Linked DNA regions of Sus scrofa: region 1 is linked to region 2. The links are chromatin contacts, called in public Hi-C maps. All regions are on one chromosome and are shown on one strand. Each heading gives the region's core, a stretch centred on a gene start, on an enhancer-like site or on the middle of the called end of the contact. The rest is flanking DNA. Distances are from core to core; before and after follow the strand shown. Region 1 holds the start of LOC102158650 (a long non-coding RNA gene). Region 2 has its middle 190 kb from the start of HSF2.

Region 1 (6,896 bases), core at 4,055-6,554, 290 kb after region 2:
GGATAATTCTCAGGCATCTGCTATGGGTGGCATCTATACTATAAGGAAGACAGGCTGGAAAGCTTTCCATCTTGATTTCAACTTTAAATTATTTCTTATGTAACCATAATATCCACAGCACCTAGCAGTACCCAGGCCAAGACCTCTTCACTTGAGACCTGGATTCCTACACCAGTGTTGTAAGTAACACCTCTAGATTCATTTTCTCCATTCCCTTCTATTATCTATCTTGACTGCTGCCTTATACTATTTTTTTAAAATAGTATTATTCTAAGTTCAACTTTTTCCCAATACTGCTAATTTCTTTACTTTATTGGGTACTTAAAAATGTTTAAATAATAAAGTGAAGTGGTATAATTTCAAAAAAAAAAAAAAAGTAAAAGAGCTGAAAACAGTGTAAGGAAAACAAAATCATCCATAATCTTCTAGTTCAGAGTTAATAACAGCTGGTAAAAATTGGTGTCATTTTCCTGTATTTTTCTTTATCTAAATAGCTATCCACACGTGCTGTTCTTTCCTCCATTTTGTGTGCTTTCAGGAACAAGACTTAAGCATGGTGATGAGAACTAAAAAGAGCCATAACCTTGACACATAAAGCAGGGCATCTCTGTGGCTGCTATGTGTATATATCAGCAAGAGTAACCCAGCAACAGTACACAAACACTGTCCATAGAGCTGTGCAGGCTGAGTCTTTAGCATCAACATCATCTGCCAGGGAGAAGCAATGGCAGAAGAGGGCTAATCAGGCAGATAGTTCTCTCTCTGTATAGTGTTGGAATCAGGACAAATCCTCACACTCACTTCCTGTGGACTGGGTTTAAGTTCTGAGGGTTCAGGGGTAATTTTATTTGAGAGGAGAGAATGGCTGAAAGAGCAATAAATGTTGCTGTTGTTGTTTTCTAAAAAAGTGTAAGGAAAGGTGATTGATAGGGAGAGGGGTTGGAGATGACCATGTTATAACCATATCTGTTTCCTGAACTTTGAAACAGGTCATGCTAGGCTGTAGTCTGTTCAAGCTCTTCATTCTACTGAAGCTCAGAGGAGCAGGAGCTGTAAGGATCTCTGTAGGATGTATTCCTAAAAGCCAAATGACCCCTCCTTCAACGCTCAAGCCAAGTTCATTGTCATCTTGTTCTATCTTAAAAACAGAACATATTTCTTACTGCTTTGCCAAGCAAGATCTAGCTTATAAACTAATGAAAATCAGGAAACTTCCTCTTTTTCTTCAAACACATATATCTTCATTCATCTGAGCTATGTTTTTCTGACTTTTGGGATTACAAAAGAAAACACATAGCCCTTCATTAAGCAGACTCAGCAAATAGCACTTCAGTTTCGTAACAAAGCCAGTATTATGGCAGAGAAGTCATGATGTACAATACTGCCCAATTAATTTCAACAGGTGCAATAATAAAAGATTTCTTTCATGATGCTGGTTGACAAATATTTAAAGGTATTTACCTGACTTGCAGTGAACACATTTCTATTCCAAGACCATAAAAAAAATAAATCGAATTTTAAAAAAATCTTAAAACTGTCTGTATGGTTACCAAAGAAGGTTAGAAGACTTCAATAAAGCCTGTTGTTTTTGACTGAATTCTCACAATTGCCTTTTTTTGTAAGCTGTCATAGTTTAACTTCCTTGACCCCTGAAGCTATCACAGAAAAGAGTTGAAATTTCTTATGAAAAAAGTTTCACACAACTAAGATTTTCATGGTGTATCTAGTTGAACATTAAAAAAAAAAAATGTTCTTAATTAGCTACAATTCTGTATGGGAAAAACAACCACTATGATTACTCAGGGAACAGATAAGCCTCCCCATGTTCCTTCTAAATAACAACATTGCATAAGATAAAAAGAAGAAAACATCTATTTTATTTTGAAGTAATCACCAAAAGAGCTTGCCTGATGCGATTATAAAAAAGTCCAATGTGGGCTCAGAGTTAAGTTACTTTTTTATGTTGAAAGTGCCACTGCAAGGGAGGGAATGGAAAAAAGGCAGTCCTTTTACAACTTTTTCAAGATTGCAAGGCAGTGCTGCGAACATCAGAGGCTACATTCAGCTCCTTGGCTAGGACAAAGGCAAGGCCAGAACCAAGTGGATGCAGAATGAATAAAGAAAATGCCTGGTATTCAAGGGCCAACTCTCAGCTGGGCTTCAGGATTGCCATTTCAGTTTTCAAGGGTAGAGAAATCTACCTATGTTTGCGAAAATTTGTGTATTTCTACTGTGAGTGGAAAATGGCTTCGTCCTTTGCTTATTTGGTCTCTGATCTTCAATTTCTCCATCTGGAAGGAGGAAAAAGCAGATAGAGAAAAACTACCATGGGGCAAGTTTTTATTTTGTTTTCTCTCTCTTTTTTAAAAATTTGTATTGGACTAGAGGTCAAAACTGATTTGGACTGAAAAGTACTGGCATGGCAGAAAAAGTCTCCATTGAAGGAAGTCGTGATGGATGTCCTCCTGATTTTGTTCACACTGTTGTCCACAAACCTCTTGTTCAAATTCCTGCCCAAGTCTGGCTCTGCCGGGAGACTTTCCCAGACAACCTCACCCCAAAGTGATCTTCTGAATCATATCACTTACCACTGACAATGCCTATTTGTCATTAAATGCTTATGGTCTTGAATTAGCTCTGGGGGATGTTGTTTGACATGACTGAAACTTTCTAGTGAAGAATTTCAGCAGAAAAGTGAAACCATGTATCTGCTACTCAAAGAAAAGTTCAGTCCAGAGATATAAAGGTGGAAATCATAAAAAAAAAAAAAAGTGGTGATTGAAACCAGAAAAATTAATGAGAGTACATAAACAAAGAAATGCAAAGCAAGAAAGAAGAGAATTTGAAGAGGGTTCTGAAGAAGGCCACTACTTAAGAAGAATAGAATAGAAAAATTAGTGAAAGAGGAATTTGCAGGGTCAGAAAAGCAGAAAGAATGTTGCTTTTTGTAATCTTTTACAGAAGAAGAAATTGTGTAATTGGTGATTTCAGCATTTTCCAGAACATTTACCACAATTCTTTGCACATAGTATATGCCCTAAATATTTACTTGGTGCACAAGACATGAGGAATAAATTCACATAAATATTTTTATTATTTTTCTTTTGATTGTTATGTTCTTAGCAATCACCCCCGTGCCACTCCTATTCCTTTTTTTTTAATTCCATCTTTTCTGAGAAGTCACTGCGGGGTTTCTGTTATTGGCAGACTCTAACCTCTAGGGGGAGCTCAAGGAGAGGAGGACTGAATAAGGGTCACGTCTAAGGCTACATTGGGTCATGGTAGTAGTAGACTGAGTTTTTGGTGAATTAGCAGGGAATTAGAAGGAATTAGCCTCCACTAGGCTGAATCGTTAATTCTTTTGAAATCTCGCCTTTTTAAAAATTTCACATGACAGAGAGCAGATCCAGGCTTGACTCTTACTTGGAAAAACTGCCCTAACCTGAAAAAACTGTAGGGTAGAATTCAAGGTTTAAAAATAATGGCCAAAAGACTGCATTTCACTCAAGGTAAGTGACTCTGAATGTCTATTTGTGTGAATGTATATGTGTGTGCATGTGTGTTTTCGAGAATTTGAACTTTGAAACGGGAACAAACTTACCACTCCCTCAAGTTTTTACAACTCCATTCATCTTCTATCTGGCCTTCATCACAGATTTTTGTTATATTTTTTGTCTCTATAGGCAATTGAGTTTGCAAATATTGTTTAAGTTTGGAAAAGTACGTTTTTACAATTTGCCCTCTCAGAGCCTTTATGGTTCAATATCTCAGAGTTCCTCTTGTGGCGTAGCAGAAATGAATCCCACCAGGAACCATGAGGTTGCAGGTTCCATCCCTGGCCTGGAGGAGTGGGTTAAAGATCTGGTGTTGCCATGAGCTATACTGTAGGTAGCAGATGAGGCTCAGATCTGGCATTGCTGTGGCTGTGGCTTAGGCTAGCAGCTGTAGCTCTGATTAGACCCCCTAGCCTGGGAGCCTCCATATGCTGCGGGTGCAGCCCTAAAAAGACAAAACACAAAAATAAATAAATAAATAAATAAATGTTCGATATCTCATACATTCCTACATTTCTCATCAGGAAAAACAACAACAACAAAAACAATTTCCTTTCTCGGAAGATGTGTTTTGCTCCATGTAGGGGAGTTTAGCAGGATAGATAGTGAGAGCTAAAATATTGCCTGCCATGACAGTAAACAAAGGATGTTGCAGCCACCAAGCCATCACATTGCAGCCAACTGGACAGCGAGCCCTGAGGAAACTCAGGATGGAGACAAATGGGCTGCTCACTGCGAAGCCCATCTAAGCAGTCAGCAGCTTCAGCTACCCCCTATGGTGCCCCCTGAGAAAACAGAGTATTGGCCCAGATAGCTGAGGTGAATATCAAAGGGGTGATTTCAGTGAGCTCAAACTCTTGCATCTTCCCATTCACAGAAAAGCACTAAATTCCTTAATGTAAAATGTATGGTTTTTTTTTTTTTCTTTTACTTTTTAGCCACATATGGAAGTTTCAGGCTAGGGGTGAAATTGAAGCTGCAGCTGCTGGCCTACACCACAGCCACAGTAACAAGGTATCTGTCTGCGTCTGCAAAACACACCACAGCTCACAACAATGAAGGATCCTTAAGCCACTGAGCTGGCCAGGGATCTAACCTGTATCCTCATGGATATTAGTCAGGTTCATTCCTGCTGAGACCCACAAGGGACACTCCTGAGTTCCTTTAATTGTTAATAATCCTTTGATGTTCTGACTGCTTGGTCTTTTGTTGAAAACTCCTATACATCCTAGCTCCCCATCATTGCCTCTCTGGAAAAGTTTTCAGTGTTGTTCGAGCTGTTGTGTCCTGGGCTTGAAGTCCTCAGAAAATCATCGGAGTAAAACATAACCCTCAAATTTTAGGTAGTGCTTTTTTTTTTTTTTTTTTCTTTCAGTCAATGGTACGTAATCCTTTGCACAAACCACAGAATTTGCCAGTCTGTCCTAGCTCTTTTGCTTTTGGGTTCAGTGTTTCCACTTGAACTGAGTTGAAATGATGGGAGCATCCCTCTTAAAGGGAACAAGGGTGGATCCTTCTTACGGATTGTGAATCATTGTTTCCTTATTGTCACTGAAAAATGTAATAGAGAAGACAAGATCTGAAGACAAAGTGTTCAGTATTACATGTTAGTCAAACCTTGTTTTTTTTTTACACTTGGAAAGAAAAGAAAGGATGCTGAAGTGAAAGCCTCCCTCTGTAGCTCTGTGATCACAGCCAAGGCAGGAGACTTCCCCAACCCAGAGGAGCATTCCAAAGCAGAAAGGATTAGGCAACCTCCACAAAGCAGGCACGCCGCCATTGGTCTGGGTTTCCCAGTGTAAAAAGCTCTTCTTCTGTTCTAAAAGGACAAACAGTTCAAGTCTCACCACGGGTAACTGGGAAAGTAGGGTAAAAAAGGATCTTCCAAACAGTAAACTGCCTATTTGTTTGATGATTATTTTGCAAGCCCAGTAAACAGATCTGTTTAAATCATCCATCCAGTCAAAAAAAAAAAAAAAAAAAAATCCGCCAATTACCTACCACATGGTGAGGGCTCTGCACCTGCACAGAGGTGTAAGACAAGATCCCCACCCCAGAGAGCTGATAGTCTAGCACTGCTGGCAAATATGAGTGAATTTCTCATTTCCACCATGACCCACAGTAATATTTTATGTTGAATCCATTTTCTTGAGAGCATTGTGAATCCATTGATCATAATCTCTACAATAAGAACAAGTAGCTAATATTAGTTCCCAGGTATGAGGCATTCTAGACATATTTTAAAATGTTGATTTTTTCAGCACCCCATGGCAAAGATTTTAAATGGATTTGATCAAAAGTCAAAAGGAGCCCTTTCACATGCTCTTGCTGAGAAACTTGGCATTGGGACTGTACCTAATTGAGAGACTTTGTTGGCTGAAGTGTGTTGGCTCCAAGCCCAATCACAGGACCCCTTGGAACAATGAGTAAGGCCATTAGTGTGCATGCCTAATCCCTAGTGACCTTGTGAAAGTCTCCCTCTTTCTTGGGATTTGCAGGTCCCATGGTTCCGTAGCATGGGAGAGTGACACGTTAATCCTGTTCTCTTTTCTCTCTCATCCTTACAGATTGCTACAGGCCATGGACTGTCCTATAAGTGGAGACTGAGTCATTTTTTTTTAACAACTTGACAGTGAAGCTTACATCAGAGTATGTTAAAATTATAAGTGCTATTAACTTTGAACAGCAATCTGACTATAAATTTTCTTTTGGCCTATGTAATAACTCTCCTCCTTTTTTAAAGACACCCTTATTAAGACATACCCCAAATGTAGCTAGTTTAAATACTACCCATTAAATTTTTTCTTTAATCTTTATTCCTTTTTCTTAGAATCTTACTACATATTGGATTTGTACTTTTTTTTTAGTATCTTTAGAGTGACTGACCAAATGCAGTAACTAGCTGTCTTAAATACACCTAGAGTATTACTTAATACCTCAGAAATTCCCTCTATAGTTTTGTATTTAAAAAAGCAGAACAGGGGAGTTCCCATTGTGGCACAGTGGAAACTAACCCAACTGCTGTCCATGAGGACATGGGTTCCATCCCTGGCCTTGTTCAGTGGGTTAAGGATCTGGCATTGCCATGAGCTGTGGTGTAGGTCGCAGACGTGATTTGGATCCTGTGTTGCTGTGACTGTGGCCAGTAGCTGTAGCTACAAGTCCACCCCAGCCGGGAAACTTCCATATCCTACAGGTGAGGCCCTAAAAAGAAAAAAAAAAAAAAAAAAGCACCACAAAACCAAGAAAGCTACCTTTGAAAGCAACAACGCTTTTTTTTCTTTAGGTAAAAGTTAAACCAAGGCAAGTGCAAATTATCTGAACTCCATTCTCCATTATTAT
Region 2 (6,619 bases), core at 2,670-5,169:
AAAAGTTTATTTCGCATAGTTTCGGAGACTGGCAAGTCCAAGATGAAGGCGCTGTTTCAGTTCCTGGGGAAGATTCTCTTCCTGGCTTACAGACAGCTGCCTTCTTGTTGTGTCTTTTCTTACAGAAAGCTCTGGTGTCTCTTCTTCTTTTAGGGTCACTATTGGATTAGGACCTTATCCTTATGACCTAGTGATCTAACTTAACCTTTATGACCATGTAACAGGCTCTGTCTACAAATACATTTGCACTGGGGATTAGGACTTCAATATATGACTTTTGAAGGGACATAAACATGCAGGACATACTAGCTATAACAATATTTCATGGGGTCAAGTACAGGCCAGTGGCAGTATCCCAAGTACATTTAGGTGAATGCACAATCAGTGTTCATTTTGGTAATAGCTATATCTAAATTTGGAAACAATTAAATTTTTACCAGCAGGATAATAAATAAAGAAACTTTGATACTTTCCTACAATAAATTTTATATAAATATTAAAACTCTGTTTTCAGAGAATCCTTAATTAGGTGGATAAATAATCATAAAATGAATGTTAGTGACAGAATGAGGATACGGTCTGTTTCTCTCTTCCATTTCCCAGATGTAGTAATGTGTCCACAAAGAAACACAGGAAGAAAAGATTAGCATTGATTAACTCTGGGAAGAGGAATTTGAAGTGATTTTCTTTTCTTCTTTATATTTAAAAGAAGTTTCCACTTACAGTGATTACACATAATGTTTATATGATCCGTGATGGAAAACAGTAGATGTTAAAAACAAAAAATCATCTGACTGCCAAAAATTTATTTGGCCATCCAAAGTATCGTGAAAAATGAAGTGGACAAAAGTTTACTGGGTGTAGGGTACGGGACCTATGTTTATGGTCAATAGAAATATCACCAAGAAAGCGACATATCTAAAAAAAGAGATCTAAAAGAGATAGGGAAGCAAAGTGTGTAGATGCATTTATGTGCTTCAGCCCAGAGAAAATATGAAATTTATACTTGAAAATAGAGAAAAAAATTTTGTTGGAATAATTTGTAGATAAGATTTGCGTGCTTTTGATTCTTCTAAATTTGTATGCTCTGATTAATCCAAGATAGTCAAGTTCCTACAATTCTTATTTGTTTCTGGAAGTAGAATTCGCATGTTAACAATAAAATTCACTTTGGGATTGGAACAGTTTTTGAGAGGAAGTAAATGCACTTTGAGCACATGCTTACTTATTCCCCCCCCCCCCCCGCCAAAGCTCCTCCAAAACAAACAACAACAACAATAAACAGACCAGAGAATCTACTTCTAAAAGCCACTTGTAGATTTTGCAGCCTGTAATATTTTGGAAAAAATTGTGAAATATTAACATTGTTCACCAGGGGGTGCTCTGGTCATCTGAAATGAAGTACATCTCTACAGCTCAAACTTCAGTTATTCCCACAACCTGACTTTGGCTTTGGGAAACATAATTTTTAAAATGTTCTCCTTTTTTCTTTCCTTCTTTTCCATTTTTCTCATAGTACCTCCAACGACTCCACAAAATGTTTCACTTTAATGATGTTTTATGTCGGGTAATATTAAAATCAGTTGAAATCACTTGAGCCATAACTGCTTATTGCAACCATGAATCATAAACAGGTAAGTAAAATGATGCAAGTATATCTAAACAAGTTTGATATGATGAAATAAATTTCCTGCCTGAAAGTCAGTTCCCATGTTTACCATGGAAGACAGTAACATCTGGTTATTATACAATGTCCTCTAAATGAATAAATATATAATTATACAAATAGTAAATAGGTTTATGATAATGATAGTGTGTCTTTTGCCTGTGGGCCTCAAAGTTTATGTTCAAATGGAAGAATAAAAAGATTTTGGCACCATAAGTTATGATAAATTGTGAATCAGTAAGTTACTTTTCCTTGTACGCTAGGATGACCTGGGTTTACTGCCCATAAATATAAATAATAATAGCACTTACCTCAAGAGGTTGTTTTGTGGATTATGTAGGTAATCCATGCAGGACCTCTAACACAGTGCCCAGCACATAGTAAGTCACTGTCATTGTTTTTTTGCAGATCTAGAGTTGGACTATCTGGGTTCAGATCCTGCTCTACCACTTAATATCTGAGTAGCACTGGCTAAATTACTGAGTCCTTGTGTACATCTTCTTTTTTTGTTTGTTAATTAGGAGTGATAGCTACAACATTGATGTTATTGAGATATTGAAAGGAAACAATGTACATTAAGCAGTTCTCATAGGGCCTTTCTCAGTAAAACACTCCATGATTATTACCAAATGGCAGTAATCAACTACAGCATCTTCTGTATTTCCCATATATTTCTGTTCCTTTGAAAGATGTAGACATGTTCTGTTTGATTTCTCTGATGCTGACTTTTCTTTCCTGGGTCTGAATTGTCTTGTTTTGCTTGCTCTCTTTTGGGTTTCCTTTCCAACCACATGATATACTATATGCCACTCGATCTGTAGGCATGGGTATTGCCCAAGTGTCCCTGGATAGCTTCTGAAAGGTCCCTTCATGTGGGTACTGAAATGTCTTCATTTCAATGCTTTACTGCTGCTTCTCCTAATGATCAAAGTAGTCATTTCCCTTAAAAAAAAAAATGCCTTGGAAATCTCACGCATGCACGATTGAGTGGGAAAAAAGATAACTACTGTATTAAGAGCATTCACAGATTTGGCTCTACCACTTGCTCACTATAGGGTTTTGTATCACATGCTCTTTTGAAAATCTAGGGCCCTTCCCAAGTGTCATGGTCACTTCAGGCTCCAGCTTACCGCCTCTAGCAAATTCACATTTGAAGTTCTTTATATCTCTCCAAGCTTTGACTCATAAGTGAAATCACTATCTGGCTTTGAGTTTCTCTCAAACACCCCTCTTTCACAAGGACTCTGCTTATGTCAGACTCTTAAGTGAGGTCTTAGAGGGCCAAACAGGTTTACTTTGGCAAAGTGATCCTAAAATCGAATATTAGGTATTCTTGTTCTTTAAAGTTCCTGGGTGATTGTCTCATGTTATTTGGCTCTTTCTCCTACTATCTTTCCTCCCTTCTCTTCTCAATTTTACTTTCCCAGGAGAGAAAGAAAACAAGTGCTCCCACTTTCTTTAGCAGAACAATTTGACTCTCATCAAAAATATTGATTTTTCTATTTCACATTACTTTTCCTATTTACCTTATGGGTATTTCCCCATATAAATAAAAACTTTGTGAATAACTTTTTAATGGCTTCATATTATTCCATTATATTGGAGTGTATAATTTTCTTAATCAGCAATGGTTTGGACATTAAAATGTTTCTTGTTTTTTACTGTTATAAGTTAATCTGAAGTTAACACTTTGTGAATATATTTTTGCTCACATCTCAAATTTTATGTATACTTACTTTAGTGTTTATTCAACAAAGTCTTGACAAAAATCTTTTTGTTGAAAAACTATTCTTTATTTAGTCACAAAATACAATTATCAAAAACTTGGAAATTTTTCAGAGCATTTCATTTTTTTTTCTTCCCTTTCATTTCAAAATCAGTCCCCGCTTATGTTGGTATTTTCTGAAAAATTGGCTCATTTTGTATCTCACTTGTGGAAGTTTGCACTACTTGTGATGGTCATAAAACAGCAGGTACTATTAGCATACAAATCACTGCATTTGCATTGTTTTCCCGCCTTTCTTATTATTATCTTCCTTCTTTTGGGATAAACATGTTTCAACTCACAGCTTATTTACTCCCCCACTCAAGAATTCCCCATCCCCTAGCCCTGTCTCCAGACACATGAAAGCCTTTCTCCTTGTCCTCTATGAAGGGTTGCAGCAGCAGTGAACTTAGCAGACAGGACACTTCCTTCCTTTCCCATGCGAGCATAAGGAAACACATCTACCCTCAGTAATGGCTCATCATGGAGTGGCTGGAGCAGGCTGTGAGCAGAGGACTATGTGGACAGGCGTCCTACTGCTAACACTGCATTCCTGTCAATGCTGAACGGGACCAGGGAGAGTGGCAGAATTCTACTTGAAGTGACTGAAAACTTACTTATGCTAGTTTGCAAGAGTTAGTTAAGGTTAACGGTCTTGAATTTTCTTTGGGGAATAATTTCCTCTGATTAACATCAGCCTGATGTTTGGAAGATCATTCTTTCCAGCTATCACAGTGTAAGGTGAAAATGACACTGAAATGGCAAAAGATAAATTATACTAATAATTAAGGTGTGACACAAGTTGGCAAGTCATTTGTTTAACTTCTATTGCCTTTTCTTTCTATTCTGTACACAGTATTCAAAGCAATAAATAAGTAGAAAACAACTCTAATTTCCAATCCAAATGTACCACACAAGGGCTGATATGAATACATGATCTTTTCATTGTCCTTAGGCACATAGAAGGAAAGAGTGATTATTCCTTATACTCTGTTTTGTCCAAATGGTACACAGAATGTTAGAAAGACCAGGGATTCAGATCTCTGAAGACCTTCTATGTTAAATTAAATGTGTATGCTGGAATGGGAATATGAGAAGAATAACATGATTTTTCAGACCTTTCACAGTATGTGTGTAGATGAATGGTGTTTAGTTTAATAGTCAATACTGCTAACTTCTCAGCAACTCCCCTCAGAGTCTCCTCTGTGTTGGCCTTTTCCATCTGTCAGAATCAGTGTATTGCTAGACAAAGAATGCTGTTTCATTGAGAGTGTATACTGGTCACTCATTATACTGGCAATGAAGACTCTGGTTAGAAAGTTTATTAAATCTAGAGATTGATGATTGCTGAGAGCTGGAGTCTGAATTTTATGAATGCTTTGTAGCTTTCAGCTTTATTGACTAACAAGGAAGTGTTCCTTAGGCCCCTGCTGTTAGATGACACAGGCATCAAAAAGAGACTCCTAATTAAAACGAATAAAACCATTTTGCTCTGTGTTCTGGGGATTGATTCAAACAGTTTGGTAATGAACAGACTTTTCGTTTGAATCAAATCCAATAATTTTGTTTAGATTTGGAAGAGCTCTTGGAATTTCTCTTCCAATACTTAGTGGGCACGTTAGAAACATTAGTAACATTTATCAGGGGAGCTTTTTCCATTAGCTGAAGTGTGGGCTAGTGTTGGGAGCCAACATTCAGCAACCACAGGGCTTTCTGGTAAAGATCAGCGGTTGCCTGCCCACCTAGCAGTGGCTGGCATTGCTGTCTGCTTGCTAAACCAGAATTATATCTCCAACACTTCTCTGAAGTCTTCTTAAAAGTTAGCCCATTTATAAGAGTAAGAATGAGTAATAAATATAATAGAATAATGAGCATCTATTCTGTACCAGGCAATGCTCAGTTCTGAAAAATGTATAATCTTTAATCTTCAAAACATCTCACAAGGTAACTAATACTTTTTTTTTAATAGAGGGAAAAACAGAGATCTAGAGAGATTTATAAATTTATCCTAAGTTACTTTATGAGACAAAATGAGGATTCTAAGTCTCTGATTCCAAAGCCCATGCTTTTAGCTCCTTAAGTTTACCTAAATTTGTTGTATGATGAACTATAGTAATTGAAAGACTGAAGTTCCTAAAACTTCACATTAGTTGTAGATTTAAATGTTAGCTTCCATGTGAATGTTCCAGACCTCTAAAACATTTGCCTGAGTGTTAGCCTCTTTTGTTTCCATGTGTGTCAATTGTCCAAATCTGAGCAGAGGGAAATAGCTAAAGGGCAGTGTTGATGCTCAAACTAGATAAACCTGCTGCCTTGACCTCTGGCTGAAGGCTTGAGAGAATAACAACATTGGTAATTTTTGTTTTGTAATTAGTATAATTATATTTTTAGTAAACTTCAAGAGACTAAAATATCTTTCATAGGACTCATAGCATCATTTAAAAATCATCTGTTTTTTATTGTAAAATAATATCTGTTGCTTTCCTATGATATCCTTTTTCCTTATTATTCTTTGTGCTTTTATGGTCATAGAGAGTACATTACCATCATGTCTTTTGAGGAAAGAAGAGATAGGAAGGGTTTGGTTTTGGCATTGATGCCAATTTAACCAAATAGGTTGAATATACAATCTATAAATTTGAAAATATAAACTGAAAAGTGTGTAGTGTAGTGTAAAAAGTATATCGTAGGTTTTTTGCATTTGTTTTTGCTATATCTAATTAAAAAGTAAGAGAGCCTTACTCCTGGGAGACTTCTGAGGGTATCATTGAATTTCACTTTGGGGCATTGAGCAAAAATATAAGGAAAAGATTATCTAAAAGAATTGCTTGATTCTTATTGGATTGCATTACTTATCTCTTGGTGTCAGCGCCGTTTTATAGTTTAGATCCTTTGATGGCTTGGGTATAGATATTTTACCGCTAAGGTTAGCTAATATGCTATTGGAAATGTAAACCTGAGAGTCATTTCCTAGGATGTGAAAAAGGAAAATGTTTATCACCGTCTTCTTTTTCCATTTAGATTTTTGTTCTCTTTAAAGGTTGCCACATATATTATTTTACAAGGAGGTGACCATACCAAATGTTGTCCTTATATCAATAAAAATAAACAAATTTGTCTGGAAGCATTGACCTTGTACCAGACCTTGAATTAAGTACACTGTCCTTGTTGGTTCCTGTCTTCAAACC

What was found. Hi-C and Micro-C count contacts between places; a contact is called where the count stands out from the background.
Region 1: a Hi-C map of embryonic fibroblasts shows a contact between it and region 2, with 5 times the contacts expected there. The contact joins two enhancer-like sites. A contact is called at or near these places in 6 of 47 Hi-C or Micro-C datasets (embryonic fibroblasts, fetal heart ventricle, heart right ventricle and 2 more).

Annotation. Positions count from the first base shown.
Region 1 is chr1:40,659,012-40,665,907 of Sscrofa11.1, forward strand. LOC102158650 (a long non-coding RNA gene) reads left to right here and starts at 240. Exons shown (of 3, transcript XR_001305940.2): 1 at 240-3,509. Within about 2 kb of position 5,305, at least 12 of the 83 cell types and tissues checked have an H3K27ac peak or open chromatin away from gene starts, as enhancers often do.
Region 2 is chr1:40,365,917-40,372,535 of Sscrofa11.1, forward strand. No RefSeq gene overlaps it. Among named protein-coding and RNA genes, the nearest start is that of HSF2, 190 kb to the left of the region's middle. Within about 2 kb of position 3,920, at least 4 of the 83 cell types and tissues checked have an H3K27ac peak or open chromatin away from gene starts, as enhancers often do.